2 separate regions of the Anser cygnoides genome follow, and region 1 is linked to region 2. The links are chromatin contacts, called in public Hi-C maps. All regions are on one chromosome and are shown on one strand. The core of a region is the stretch at or near the end of the contact, and the rest is flanking DNA. Distances in the headings are between cores, read along the strand shown.

Region 1 (3,731 bases), core at 314-2,813, 370 kb after region 2:
ACAGAGAAAGAGCTCTGCAAGTTTTCTATGAAAAAAATCTATAGTTTTATAAAAATTAGGGGCAAAGGTTTAGATCAATCTTAATTATTTAGCCTGCAAACCCCGCGTGTTCCATTTGAAAATGTATCAGACGAGAGTATATCCAATTTACACTTCATTTCCTGCATCTGAATTATTAAGGTCGTACAAGTCAGGCCACTTTAAAACAAACCAAGAGGTTTTAAGAACAGAGCAGACATCTCCTATTTCTCTCAAAGAAATCCATCCTAAATAGTGTGTTTTTACAGGAAAGGCTTTTACTGACATAATTTTGCAACTGATTCCTAAAAGGATAAAAGCTTTGCTTACAGAAGATATTAATTTAAGATAATTAAATACTTAAAATCTCCATGTCAAAGACTAAGGCAATTTAATGCCTTCTGGAGAGCACCACTGAAGTTCTCCATTTCCTGAACTTCAGGTTGGGGGGAAACCAGAGTTAACTGGACTCGCACAGATCAAAAGCATCAGAACAGCCCCGGCTCTTCCTGCACACGTGGCCACACCATACTGCTGTTGTTCAGTAGCCCACCAAACCCCAGCACGTTGTTTGTGCTACCAGGACAGGGCAGGACTGTGATGGATTGCATTTCAAGCCTTCCTCAGAGCACGCAGGCCTGGCAGGGGGAGGCAATTTGCTCAAACACATTCTTCACAAATCAGTAAGAATTATTTTTTTTTTTCCCCCAGATCTTACCAAATACACAGTTACTATCCTATACCATTTTCTTATTTGAGACTGATTTTAATGGCATAGCTTTAGACCTTGCTAGAGGCAAAGAGGTGTTATTTGTGAAAGGAATTTCTGCTTAATTTGCACGCTCGGACACCGACTCTACAAACACGTAGCAGAAAGCCCGACATTTACTGGAGCCACTGTGTACGCAGTTACTCTACGTAGGTAACCCAATCAAGGCCCTGACACAGAAAAACATCCTTATTTGGGAAGTATGTTAAACTACATGCTTACCATTAAGCACATATTTTGCATACTTTCTTCATTCAACAACAAAGCAATCATGTTCGACTTAAACTAATGAATATATTTTGTACCTATGATTTGACTGACCTTTCCACAGGCAAAAAAAAAAAGCAAAAACTTGTTTTAAAAAACAAAAAGCAACTATTACATGATCCACTTGTCATTACATAAACTATTTGAACTGACTGGTAACAACACATACGAGTAAATTACGTTCCTCTTCCTCCTTAAGATGTATTTCTAAAATTTACAAGACAAAGTTACTCCTACAAATACTGCATGTACAATAATTCACTCAAAACATGGTTCCAGTATCCTTACTGCTCAGCAACTTCACGAGCTAAAAAAACCTCTCCCATGCTTTAAGATCATTTTTATTTATTTCGCAGAAACGCCTTATCTTTTGCAACAGCGGCTTCTTTTTCTGTTTTAATAAACAGTAGTGGAGTTTCTAGGAAGGCATTATGCACAGTCCCTAGCTTCATCTCCTTTACCAATCCTATTCCTAGAATTAGGAAACTTGCATGCAGTTTTGGCAGGGCCTGAACACCAACTCAAATTGCTCTCAACAGCTTGATAAGTTGTTTTTTCGTTTTTCTGAAAACTAAATTTCTGTTTCAACGTAGTAAGACGATGCTAAGAATTAACTCCTCTCCACTTAAAGACACACAAGTTCTCAATTTCAGATTTTCATGTTGCAGAAGAATGAAAAAGTCCTGCTTTCTCAAAAACACTTTAACAGCACGTGTGTCAAGGTACTTTGACTGACCTCCTAAATTGCACAAAACGTAGCTAAATTTTAGCCCCAAAAACCCTTGTTTGTGCAGCTTACGGCAACACGACCTGCTACAGTTCACTCTGCTCTCGTGACAAAGGTTAGGAGTCTGTAAATGTCAACAGAGAGGAATACATTTCCTGCCCGTGCTCCTTCTGCAAGGCAGATGTTAAGAACTGTTGGGAAACAAATAGGAAAAGCAAACAACCACGTCAAATACGGGCACTGAGCAGCACGTGCGGTTCCAATTCCCTCATTCAGAAAGGAGCTGGAATAACTAGAAGAGTCAAGAGTAGTGCAGAAAAACTCATGAAAGGTGTGCAACAGCTTCCCTGTGAGGAACTGCCAAGTAAGAGCCTGCACAGAGGTACTGGGATGTATCAGGAAATTAAAAAATACAGATATACTGTACGTCCCTGCTGCGTGAAGGAACTGCAGGAAGCCTCTGACAGCATGCAGGCTAAGGGTATGGCACAGGAGGATATGACATCCTAAGTGTCATGGAGAGAAAAGATAGGGTTCATTATCTCTTCCAATACACAAACAAGGGGCTGTCAAACAAAGCTGGGTCCAAAATAGACACTAAGACGTCTGTGTGCAGCATGCACTGCCTCTGACCAAAGGCTGCTGTCACTACAAGGCGTTACACAGGATCAAAGAGGTTGGAAAAGTACTTGGATTAAAGATCCATAAAGGATTATAAAACAGACAAACTGCATCAGGCTCAGGAAATCCCCCAAGCTGAAGAATCAGAGGCTGGAAGTATGCTTGTGGGGAGGTGTTCTGTCAGCCTGCCCTGTTCTTCCTCTGCGGGGTGGCGTCTGCTTGCAGGCACAGGTCTTTGGTTTGAGCGAGCAAAACTATTCTGATGAACACACCTGAGAGATAAAGGACTGTCACCCGTGACTAAATAACCAGCTCCCCGCCTTCCAACTCACCTTCTGTGATACTTTTCTATGGAACGCATCGCATCTGCCAGTTCATCCTTAGCTCTTCCCAACCCCTTTAGTCACTGACACTTGAAAGCACTCAGCACTTTCTCTTCTTTCTCCTCTATTATCGTAAATGACCATCAGAGGCAGAAGCTTGCTACGTGGCCACACACCACGTAAAGACACCATCCTCAGCCATACTTTTAGCCCACGGGTGCCTGCACAGAAATCTTGCTATCAGGCACTACGTGCTCCCACACGGAGCAGTGGCACACAATGCTTTCTTCCATTTTGAAATCATCACATCACTGAGGATGCGTTCAATACCCCAAACCCTGGTTTATGCTGTGGAGAAAGAAGACTGTGCACGAAGTAAACTTCTCACTCCCAGCACATGCACAACAACCAAGGATAGGGCCTTCAGCTTCCAGGAGCAGCTCAGGGGCTCTCCAAGGTCAGAATTAAACAGTGCCTACACACAGACGAGTTTTAACCAAGCAAGCAACTCCTGCTTAGTGTTTACCACGTGGAACTTGCCAGCATTAGTACTTCAGTCACTTACACCCGCAGCAGTGACATGTGAATCAGGCCTCGCTGCTACCACTACCAGACCCACCCGCAACCACCAGTGTCTGTTCAACCTGATCTACCAACACAAAACTCAAGTCATTTCCTCCTGCCACAGCTGTTGTGTTACGCTCTGGCTTCCACAGGCAGTTCTCAAGCAGCTGAAAGCACCACAGTGGCGATCAGCTGCTGACCCAGACCTCCTCCTTTCAAGGGGCTCTGCAACACAAATCCTGAAGGTGCATATATCCCTGCAAGCCACGCTACTGCCTCCCAATCCCAAATCCCCACTACACCTCCTCCCCAACACCACAAGACCATCTGGATCCCAGAGATGCCGCTCAGAAAGCTTGTGAAAAAAGGCAACAGTAATGCCAGAGCAGCTTCATGACCCCAGCCGCTTTTGGAGCCAAGTCTCAACACGGGGTGCAGGTCC
Region 2 (3,820 bases), core at 676-3,175:
AATGCCCTTAGGGTTATAGAAATGCTTCATTCACAACTTTATCCACCCTGGATCATAGGACCGCTAATATTTCTACGGTGGCATCATGCCTTTCAACAGGATCTTTATTGCATGCATGTTTTGAAGGACAAATGGCTACACGTTTTTCAGATAAAATCAGGTCTGAAGACACTCACCGAGAATGCAGCACCTGAGGCAGTGGTCTCTTCCGAAGTTTTCCTGTGCAGTTGAGTACTGAATGAGTCCTCACCAGGGCCTCAAGGCATGACGGAAAAATAATTAATGATTCGCAGCAGCAGCAAAACTTCCTCATTGTCATTCAGGGAAATACTGTCTTTGGAAACCATAATGCTAGAATAACAATCACGTCACAACAGCCATTTGGAGGGCTGTGTGGAGCAGCACAGAATATAAGAAGTAAGCATTTGCTTTTCGTGGTGGGGATGGATGTCCTTTTCAGGCTGGAATCATAAATCAGAATTATTTTTACCTCAGTTTCCCTGTGATGTCCAGTTTGAAGTAATGTGCTATCACTTTATTGATACTCTTGAACTCTATTGCAGAAAACACCTCTCCTCACTCTGCTACATGTTCAAAAGGGAAATTCCTCATCTTGGTCTGGAAACTCAAACATACTTTCACAGAAGGCAAAGCGTGTGTGGTCACCAAACAGGCAAAGGAGCAAATCCCAAGTCAGATGTTTTCTCCAGAAATGCTTTTTGCTCTCTCTTCTTACTCCAGGAAGAGATGCCATTTATGTGGATGAGAAGAGATGATGGCTTCTTAAAGAATATTTTGAAAATCAAGCTGAGCTGACCCATTTGAGCGAGCCAGATCCCAAACAGGACTATTGATTTCCTGGTGTAGAGCAGCTCTCCTCAGGAGAAGACCTTGCTCATTTCTCTCATGCTGTGTAAATCTCTGCCGTATTTGTAGCCAACTAATGAGTTGGTATGAAAACAGCCAGGACAGCAGGATCAAGGGAATCACTTGTGAGCGACTGAGCCTACCAGTGTTAGGCTGTTTGTTTAAGTCTGCTGGCGAGGTGTCATTAACATTTGATTGATGATTGTTCGAAGTATTTTGCTGGTAACAGTCCAGCTGTAACAGGCTGGTGGCCGCATGACAGAAACCACTGCCACGCTTGGCAAAAGCTAAGCACGCTCTTGCTCACTTTCAGGAAAATAGCAAACAAATGAGCTCCCACACAGTGAACTACCACTCCTCACCCCAGTTTTGGCTGCACCCCTCACCCAGTTCTTGTCCTGCCCAGTTCTTTGCTGTACTTTAAGTAAACAATGTCCTCAATATTGGGTCAATGCCCGCCACATGGGAGCAGGCCCCAGGGTCACCTCCTGTCAGGCTCCTCAGTGGCCCTGGGGTGGGTGCATGGCCGAAGGATGGGGACTCGGTGTCAGACACTGGATGTGCCATCGGCTCTACGAGATGGGCCGTGTTTCATCCTGTTATGGATCTGCTTGTGCAGATAAATCCAGCAAGGGACAAGTTTTTTGAGGAGCACTTAATCCGACAGCATGAGGTGATACTGTACGGTACTTTTACACCCCCACGATCCCGCAGGAGCCAATGTCACCGCCCAAGACAAACTGAGACTACCCGGCCCACAAAAACCTGTGGTGAAAAAGTGCTATTAAATCATTTCTTCCACCGCTTCGACGGTGCTTCTCCTCAGCCGGGCACAGGAGGGTCGCCTCGCTCCGCGCGCAGCCCCTGGGCAGTCACTGCCGCAGGGGACACCTCGGGCTACGGCTACGGCTGCGGTGCGTGCATACGTGGTACGGAGAAACCGAGCCGGCTCCTCAATCCCCGCACAACCCCGGGGGGCCGGCGGGGAGGGCCGCGAGGCTGTGGCAGGGCTCCGGCCGCCTCCCGGGGCGGAGCGGGGCGGCCTCTCGGTCACCTGACGGCTCCGCCGCCGCCATTTTGTCGGGGAGTGGAAATGTGAAAGGGGAAGGCGCGGCGCAGCCCGGGCCGGCTGCTTTCCTCCTCCTCCTCATCCTCCTCCTCCTCCTCATCGTCCCCGGCCGTCTTCCTCGCCGTCGTCCTTCCCCGGGGGAGGCAGCGGGAGCCCCGCCATGTCGGGGCAGTCGCTCACCGACCGCATCGCGGCGGCGCAGCACAGCGTCACCGGCTCGGCCGTCGCGAAAGCCGTCTGCAAGGCGACGACCCACGAGGTGATGGGCCCCAAGAAGAAGCACCTGGACTGTGAGTAGGGGCCGTGTCGGTAGCCACGGCTTCCCCCAGCTCGCCTCCACGTGGGAGCTGCGAGCCCCGGCCGAGCCGCGGGGCGATATTTGGGCGGCAGCAGCCCCTCTGCCCCCTGAGAGCTTCCCAACTCCCGAGCCCTGCACCCGGGGAAAGGCGGTTCATGTGGTAGGGGATCTGTCTGAGACAGAAGTCAGGCATCCGGTGGTGCTGTCGGGCACTTTTGTGTGCCTCTGGTGGGATGCAGCTGCCTCTAGCCTGTCCTGAAATACAGTTGTCTTGGGGCTGTGCTGGAAGGCTGGAGGTGAGGATGGGAGAAGGTCGATTGCATCTTCCCTAAAGGACAGCGCCTTGTTGCTGGTGTATGTCAACTGAGTATGTTGAAACTCCTTTTTTTATATACCAAAAGATGCCGGAAGCTGCCCCCGCTATCTGCAGAATTATCAGTGGTGTTGCTTTGTTTCAGTTTTTAATAACTGCATAGCACTTGAAGTTGTTCTTTGCTCAATTGTGCAATGAATGCTGCAAACATTGTGTAGTACCTCCATGCACCTTCTATGAAAAGCAAACTAAGTGTGTGCCTTTACACTAGGGAGAGCAAAGGTGAGGCGAAGCTGGTTACTGCTCCCTTCAGAGTTCGGGAACCAGGCTGGTGGCTTTGTGGGACTCCTTCCAGCTGATGGTACCATGGAGAGTCTGCTGTTCAGGCTCTCAGAAAAAGCATATTCTGTTAATTGTTGAGGACAGTTTGGCTCTTTGGTGCTGTGGCACTCATCTGTTGAAATAGACATCTTGCATGAAAGCCTTTGACACAGATCAAATAGATAAACCAAGTATATTTCTTATTGATCTGGATGCGTGGAAGCCGGTTGCAGTAGTAAATATTGCAGCTACTGGGTTGAAGTTGAAAGCCTTCAAGCTGGGTAATTGATGATTCTTTTCATTATACCGTTATGTTACCTTGTTTCATTTTCTGCCTGAGGTAGAACAACTTTGAGGTAACCCTTATGTCCAGAAATGGCAACATGACAGGAAGCCAGAAATCGGTGACAGTTTGCTCAATAGTTTGAAAGTTTCTCAAGCTGAGAAGAGGTAGTGTGTTGTTCGAAACTGATGTCATTCACTTCGCAAAGTAAGAAAATGGACATCTGGAAAAACAGTATCTTGAGAATAGGATACAGTGGCATTGTGAGTGTCGTATTCCTTTGAATATCTCTTGATAGAAATCTGTTCAGAGTTGTCAGTATCCTTGAAGGTTCTTACATCCCAAATGAGTTCTGTGTTTTGGTGTCAGTTGTTTTCTATCATTCTTTTGTCTAAAAAAAAATAAAAAGCTTGTTGTGCTGACTGTAGCTCTGGAGTACAGGAGGACTGTGGTGGGGTGGAAGAAGAAGATGTGAAATGTGGTACCATGAATACCTTTGCAAACAGCTTTAAAAAAAATAAATCCCAGTAAATATTCTTCAGTCTTCATTCAGCATATGCATGTGCTGCTTTTCAAACATCTGCAAGCCTACGTATTGCACTTAAATTTTTTTTACTTGTACATCTGTAAGCAAAACTTAGTTGTATTGAACGTAAGCAGATGAGATAC

What was found. A called contact is a pair of places that touch in the nucleus more often than the background predicts.
Region 1: a Hi-C map of liver shows a contact between it and region 2, with 4 times the contacts expected there. The contact joins the enhancer-like site here to the promoter of VBP1 in region 2. A contact is called at or near these places in 2 of 7 Hi-C or Micro-C datasets (both in liver).

What each region holds. Positions count from the first base shown.
Region 1 is chr13:3,314,523-3,318,253 of Taihu_goose_T2T_genome, forward strand. All of the region lies in intron 1 of IRS4 (insulin receptor substrate 4), which reads right to left. Among named protein-coding and RNA genes, the nearest start is that of IRS4, 13 kb to the right of the region's middle. Within about 2 kb of position 1,564, at least 2 of the 3 cell types and tissues checked have open chromatin away from gene starts, as enhancers often do. A contact at or near this core is called in liver, where this site is marked.
Region 2 is chr13:2,945,538-2,949,357 of Taihu_goose_T2T_genome, forward strand. It overlaps VBP1 (VHL binding protein 1), which reads left to right and starts at 1,926. Exons shown (of 25, transcript XM_048070729.2): 1 at 1,926-2,226. The coding sequence starts at 2,097. It overlaps LOC125183576 (a long non-coding RNA gene), which reads right to left and starts at 1,789. Exons shown (of 2, transcript XR_007165830.2): 1 at 177-1,789.